Linked DNA regions of Sus scrofa: region 2 is linked to region 1. Evidence: chromatin contacts called from public HiChIP or PLAC-seq data. All regions are on one chromosome and are shown on one strand. Each heading gives the region's core, a stretch centred on a gene start, on an enhancer-like site or on the middle of the called end of the contact. The rest is flanking DNA. Distances are from core to core; before and after follow the strand shown.

What was found. HiChIP or PLAC-seq counts read pairs in DNA pulled down with a chosen protein or histone mark.
Region 2: an H3K27ac HiChIP or PLAC-seq map of alveolar macrophages shows a contact between it and region 1. The contact joins the promoter of DYNC1LI1 here to the promoter of CMTM6 in region 1. A contact is called at or near these places in 4 of 47 Hi-C or Micro-C datasets (alveolar macrophages, blood, heart right ventricle and 1 more) and 2 of 2 datasets of contacts at active chromatin or transcription factors (alveolar macrophages and skeletal muscle).

The regions. Positions count from the first base shown.
Region 1 is chr13:18,484,002-18,487,533 of Sscrofa11.1, forward strand. It overlaps CMTM6 (CKLF-like MARVEL transmembrane domain-containing protein 6), which reads right to left and starts at 1,539. Exons shown (of 6, transcript XM_021071540.1): 1 at 1,312-1,539. The coding sequence starts at 1,449.
Region 2 is chr13:18,556,694-18,559,888 of Sscrofa11.1, forward strand. DYNC1LI1 (cytoplasmic dynein 1 light intermediate chain 1) reads right to left here and starts at 1,364. Exons shown (of 13, transcript XM_021071542.1): 1 at 1,127-1,364; 2 at 859-932. The coding sequence starts at 1,272.

The DNA of each region.
Region 1 (3,532 bases), core at 289-2,788:
TTGATATGTCTTCTGAGCACCAAGAGTACTTCAGATGAATATTTATTCTTTTCTGTTCTAAAGAGTTCTACTATTTAGAAACATTTTAGCTCTAAGGCAGACAAATATAGCTTGTATCTAAAAGTCATGTGAGAACTGACAAGAGGAAGGGCAGAAGGAAGCCCTTCTGGGTAGAAAGAAGGATCCATGCAAAGGAACAATGGCAGAAAGGAAACTGAACCTGCTAAGAACAGAAAGCTTGCCAGTTTGGAACTAAAAGTAGAGCCAGACCCTCCTAAGTTCCATAGGCCTGTCACTTGCCTCCACGTGATTTCCTAATTATTCCCAGAAGTGGCTAAAAAGTAGCATTAGTTTTCCCACTGCTATTCTTCTATACAATAAAAGTAGGTCATATGAGTTCTAAGAATATAAATTCTGGTTATCTGAGTTCTAAGAACTTAATTTCTTCCGAAGGAAACCAACTGGCTATTTTCACGTGGGATGGTTAAACAAACCAAACCAACCCATAAACTAGAAATGCTAAACAGTCTGATTTTCCCTCTGGCAGAAAATGTTATTCATCATTGCTTAAAACAGCAACGATGTGTGTGTGACTTGAATTAAAATTTAAACCTCAGAGATGTTTTGATATTTTCACTAATAGGTTTAAGGTCCTTAACCAAAGCCTAAAATAAACTGAAATTCAATGAAACTGAAAAAGAAGTACACCGTGCCCTGGCACTGCTACCTGCGTACAAACACACCAAAAAAAGGTTGTCCTTTTGACTTTGTATTTAGTACACACATATTGCTTATTCAGGAACAATTCTTTTCCAGCCAATATATAACTATTTGGAGACAATTTAGGACACACACATCTCAACACCATGCGCAGTATCCAAAGACTCTGTCCAACAAATTAAACTGCCCCCATCGGCGCGCACCAGGAAAACCGCAAAAACCAGAGAAAGATAAAAAAAAGCATTTCATTTCCTAAATATGAGGACTTCGGGAGATAATGTTCCCAGAGTAATAGCTGGGAGAAGCGATGAAAGTCGCTATGGAAGTTGAAAGTCTGCGTGGACGACCTGGGTCTCCCCCACGCACTTCCTGCGCCCGCCAAACACACTGAGGGGTCCTAGGTCGCCACCGGGAACTCAACCCGGACGTACCAGGAGAGGAGGGGGCCGGTGGGAAGGGGGAGCCCGGAAGGAAACAGCCCCTTCCCAGGCAGAGGGGGAAGTCACTGGGGGTGTGGAAACTGCCCCTTCCAACAGCCAGGTTGAGGGCGGCTCCGCAACCTCCTCTCTCCCGCCCAGCCCGCAGACTCACCAGCTGCATAAATTTGAGGATTCGCAAGGGCCCCTTGAGCCGCTTTAAGGTGAAGTAGCTGGAGAGGCCTCTCCGGGCGCCTCTGGAGGGGGCTGGGTGCGCCTCTGTGGTGGGGCTGTAGACCGCTCCGTTCTCCATCGCCCAGGGCCCAGGGACGCAAGAGAGCTGCTGGCGTCTCAGTCTCGGCGGACTCCGCGAAGGCCGTCACTTCCTGGGCCTCCGCCCGCTTCCGGCCGACCCCGCCCCGGTCCCGCCTCCGCTCGGCCCCGCCTCCGCTCGGCCCCGCCTCCGCTCGGCCCCGCCTCCGCTCGGCCCCGCCTCCGCTCGGCCCCGCCTCCGCTCGGCCCCGCCTCCGCTCGGCCCCGCCTCCGCCTCACTCTAGTCCCGCCCCCTGCCGCGAGGCCTTACGCATCGAGACTTATAACGACTTGGAGAGACTCAAAGAAGGGGAACCGCAGGTGCAAAATTCCTGAGGACTGAACGAGTTCGGCGCAGTTTGAAAGGGCTAGTGTGGCTAGGTTAAGTAAGGGAGAAGTAGGTGAAGCTGAAGATGTAGTCAGAGACCAGATAATGCAGGGGGCTTGCACAGCAAGGGAAAAATTGGATTTCATTTTAAATGCTATGGGCTGTCTGGAAGTATTTTAAGGAAGCTCTCTCCTGCTTCTCTCTGAGGTTTTAGGCTTACTTGTCAAAATTGTTCAATTTACTTGTCTCTTTCTTGTTCACCAGCTGCTACGATCACATGTTAATTTTGGTGAACTTAGACTTATCAATTAGGAGTTCTTGTTGTGGCTCAGCAGAAAAAAACCTGACTAGTATCCACGAGGATACAGATTCGATCCCTGGCCTAGCTCAGTGGGTTAAGGATCCAGCGTTGCTATGTTGCTATGAGTCATGGTGTTGGTCACAGTCATGGCTCAGATCCCTCATTGCTGTGGCTGTGGTGTAGGCCAGTAGCTACAGCTGCTATTGAAGCCCTAGCCTGGGAACCTCCATGTGCCGTGGGTGCAGCCCTGAAAAAAAAAAGTAATTATATTTTATCTACTGAAGTTGATCCAGTCATATGCCAGGCACACATATTTCTCCAAAACAACGTAATGTAGGTACTGTCATAAGTTTTACAGATGAGAAAACTAAGGCTTAAACCAAGCCCTTCCAGGTACAAAGGCCCATCTGTGTCCCCTTGTTTCTTGCCTGTAGAAAAAGGCTTTAGTCTCCTAGGCCTTTCCTGAGCTCCAAAGAGCAGAGTCAAGCGGTTACTAATTAGAGAAGTGAGGAATGCAGAAAGAAAAGCAAGAAACAACAGTTCAGTGAATAGAGTCCTAGCTCCTCCTCAGGGGATGCACATAACATCTGACACAGATTTTGAGTTGTTCTGCAGGAACCAAGTCCCCCCACTCAGGTGAAGAATAGTAGCTACATGCTGACAACAAGCACATAGACGCCACACTTCTGGTTGGAACCAGAAGGTGGGTGATGAAGATTTTTGAAACCTGAAGGTTGTTACAGTACCATCAACCAATCAGAAGTAAGTCACGCCCCCTTCAACTCTCACCCCAAATGTTGCCTTTAGAGCCCTCCCCAGAAAACCATCGAGAAGTTCTGATCTTTTGAATACTAGCCATTCATGCTCTTTGCTGGGCTATGCAATAAATGCTGTACTTTCCATCACTATGACTGGGTGTCAGTCAGCTGGCTTTGCTATGCAGTGGGTAAGCAGACTCAAATTCAGTTTGGAAATAAGGCCAAGAGGCCAAGGATAACATCCAAGGTCAAACACCCAGGGGCAACTGGAATGTAGGCCTAGGCAGTCTGACTCATGGCCTTGCTAACCGCTAGCCCAGCAAACCTCAAACCGGCTATCCATTAGGGCCTCAAGACCCATGGAGGAGGGAAGGGGTTACTGCTGCCCTCTGTTTCCACATTTATCTTCTGTTCTCCACAGCCCCAAACTTCCCTTTTTTTCCCCCTAGTAACAAAACAAAAGGTTCCATTCAAATAAATAGAGACAAGTAGATACTACCCTGCAGGAAGATGGGGAGGGACTCTACAGTCAGCCAAAGCTATCCTTCTATCTTTAATTGAACATTCTGAACCTCTTGCTGAGGCAAAGCAGCCAACAAATCCTGTCCAATAAAGCCACTGTGTTTTCACCAGGGCTCTAAGAATTCAGTGCTTTGTTATTCTTCAAATCACCATCATCCCAAATAAGTCACTACCT
Region 2 (3,195 bases), core at 114-2,613, 73 kb after region 1:
GTACATAAAATGTCTTGAGACATCAATATCAAATTTTTACAATTCAACCATCATTTTATAGGCCAAACTTCAAAACTTCACATCTAAAGGAAATGAAATCTCTCCTCTAAATGACTTTGAAGCTAAGCCTGCAAAAATGTGGACCTGTGAATTGTTCTCCCTGTCTTCCACATCCACCCCCAGAATCAGTAAAGAAACAAAATACATACAACTTCCAGAGAGCAAAGGTGATATAGAACCATCAGGAGATTTGAGATATTTCTCCTTATTACATCTATCTGGCTAAAGGGACTGAACTAGCAAGGTGTTTACTGCCCTTTACGAATTTCGGAATTTTAAGTGACAGTTGAAAAGGCAGCTATAACACGAGCCCATTGTACCAATAAAAGCTGAATCAAGTAAGAACATTTGTCATGACTACAAGGGCTCATTTCTAGTTTCTCTGTTAATTATACAAAGAGCCAGCAATTAAATATTGATAGCATGCCATTTGCACTGGAGCTCTTGCAGAAAGTGTCCTGCTACTAAATTTTGTTATGAAAGAAAAACCGTCTTTATTTTCTAGGTAAACCCCAAGCCACTCGGATCTTTCAGATGGGTTAACGGCATTGTCCTTCTCAGGGGAGGCTGTCAGGGCCACCCACGCACACCTAGTGGAGGGCGAGTCCTCGCAGGTCCCGGGGCAGGGGTCCCTGGTTTCCTCCTCCCCCAGCTGTCAAGGACCGGCCCCGCGCGGGTGGAGCCAGGCCCGGCAGTCCGCACAAAGCGAGCCAAGGAGCGGCGAGCAGACTCGGACCCGTACCCAGGCCGTGGTGGGGGCGCGCAGAGCGGAGCAAGAGTGGCGTGGGGGGCACTTACCCAGCAGCAGTACGTTCTTCCCCGCGGGGAGCTTGGAGCGCGAGCGGGTGGAGACCTCGCTGAGGATGCAGGACCTGGTGGAGAGCAAACAGCACACTCAGGCCGGGGTCTGGCGAGGGAGGAACGGCCCCGGGCTCAGTGCGCCGGGGCGGGAGCTGCCGAGAAAGCCGCGGCCTGGGTGGGCGCCGAGCTCCGGCGGGCACGAGACCCTGGGGCGTCCGCAGGGCCGAGGGTGCCAGCGGGGACCAGGGAGGGCTGCGGTCCTTACCAAAGGTTCTGCCCGTCCTCGTCGTCGCCTGTCGCGGCCCCGCCGTTTCCCGACGTTAGCTCGTTAGCCAAGGGGCCGCCAGTATAGGTCGAGACTAATCCCGGCGGAGAGGAGCCAAAGGAGCCGACTCGCCCGACGGCCGCCATCTTGGTCGGGGATCACACCACTCCCGGCAAAGCTGAATGAGCGAGGCGGCAGCGGCGGGAACCCGGATATGGAGCGCTCCGCGCTTGGGAGCGGGGCGGGGCCTGCGGGGGTGGGGCCCTGGCCCTGGGGGGATTGCCTGAGCGAGCGAGGGCGGACTGCGCGTGCGCTATAGGCTGGCGGGGTGCGGCGGGGATGCGCGTGCGCGAGTGGCCTGGCGGGCCGCTCCGCTGCAGCGCCTGTCCTCCTGAGCTCAGCGAGTTGAAGCTCTTCCCTCTACCCCGCCCTCAGCCCTGGGCTGCAGCCGGGGTGCGTTGAGGTGTGTCAGAGGAACAATGCTCCCTCCCACTCATCAGTTGGTCCGCAAACGCAAACGCAAACCCCGCGGCGGGTGTGGAATTCCTGCACTGTCATTGCCTTCCCTCCAGCTCAAATTAGAATCGCTTGTTGTGTACCTAATACACAGCTGTCATCTTGGAATCTCCTTTCACCATTCTTCTGAGGATTCTCTTTGCCTCATTCCTGTGTCATCTTCTTTTTTTATTTTAGGGGAGAATTTTCTTCAATGGTTTTATGAGATAAAGTGTATGGCTACATTTTTGGAAATCTATGTAGTCATTCAGTCAAGGTCCAGCCAAGGGGGGAAAAAAAGGCATTCTTAAGTGGGAGCCAGAGGAAAGCTTCAAGAAGGAACTGGTTACAAAGGTGTGAATGATACTAAGAGTTGAGGCTAGCAACAACAGGAAGATTGAGGCCTGAAGGGGTAAAAGGAAGGAGTGATTACTAAAATCCAGAGAGCTGCAGCTATAGAAGTGTTGATCAGCAAGATCTATGTCTTTACAGTAAATGAACACAGCACTGACCTCTCTCTCTTCTGCTCCCTGGTATCCTACAGTATCTCACATCTGCCAAACCCACCAGAAGCTAGAGGGCAAGAGAACTCAAGCAAAGCAATCTGTACAGGTCTACCCTCCCGAGCACAAAGAAGGAAAGAGAAGGATGGAGAGTGGATCTGGAAGGCCAAACAGAAGATATCCAGCTCACCCTGTCAGAAATGCATGTAGACTATGCTCACTTAGTGATAGTTTGGCTAGGTATAAAATTCTTAGGTTGCAGATTATCTTCCCTTTGGTTTTTCAAAGCCGTGATCCCTTGTCTTCTAGATTTTGTGTTAGCATTGAGAAATCCAAAGCTGTTCTGATTCCTAATCCTTTCCTGTGTATGCATGTATGTGTTTTCTACTTGGAGGCCTTTAGAACTTCCACAGATTTCCCCTAACACATAAACCTCCTTCCAGTATCTGTACTGTCAATTATCCTGCCAATTATCATAGAAGAATAATCTGTATTCTTTCACCAAATCTTACAATAATCTCTCCACTTCTGCGCTAGATTCCAACTCCTCTCCTCCACTCAAGGACATTGCTCCAAAATTTTTTCTTCTTCTTTCTCTGTATAATCATTTACTGATTTTCATTTGATCAATTTATCTTAACCCTACTCCCTCACCAACTCTGGCTACATTTCTTTCCACTCTTTTATAGAAAAATTCTTTAAAATAGTTGTCTTCATATACTGTCTTCTTCTTCCCCTTTGCCCTTAGAACCCACTTCAGACTTTTACCCCATGACACCACAGAAACTGCCCTTATCATTGTTGTCAGTGATCTCCTTGTTGCTAAATCCAATGGTAAATTGGCCTTCCATGTCTTTCTTTCTTTTTTCTTCTTTTTTTTTTCTTTTAGGGCCACATGTGTGGCATATGGAAGTTCCCAGGCTAGGGGTCTAATTGGAGCGCAGCTGCTGGCCTGCATCACAGCCACAGCCACAGCCACACAGGATCCAAGCCACATCTGCAACCTACACCACAGCTAACAGCAACACCAGATCCTTAACCCCATGAGTGGGGCCAGGGATCAAACCTGCA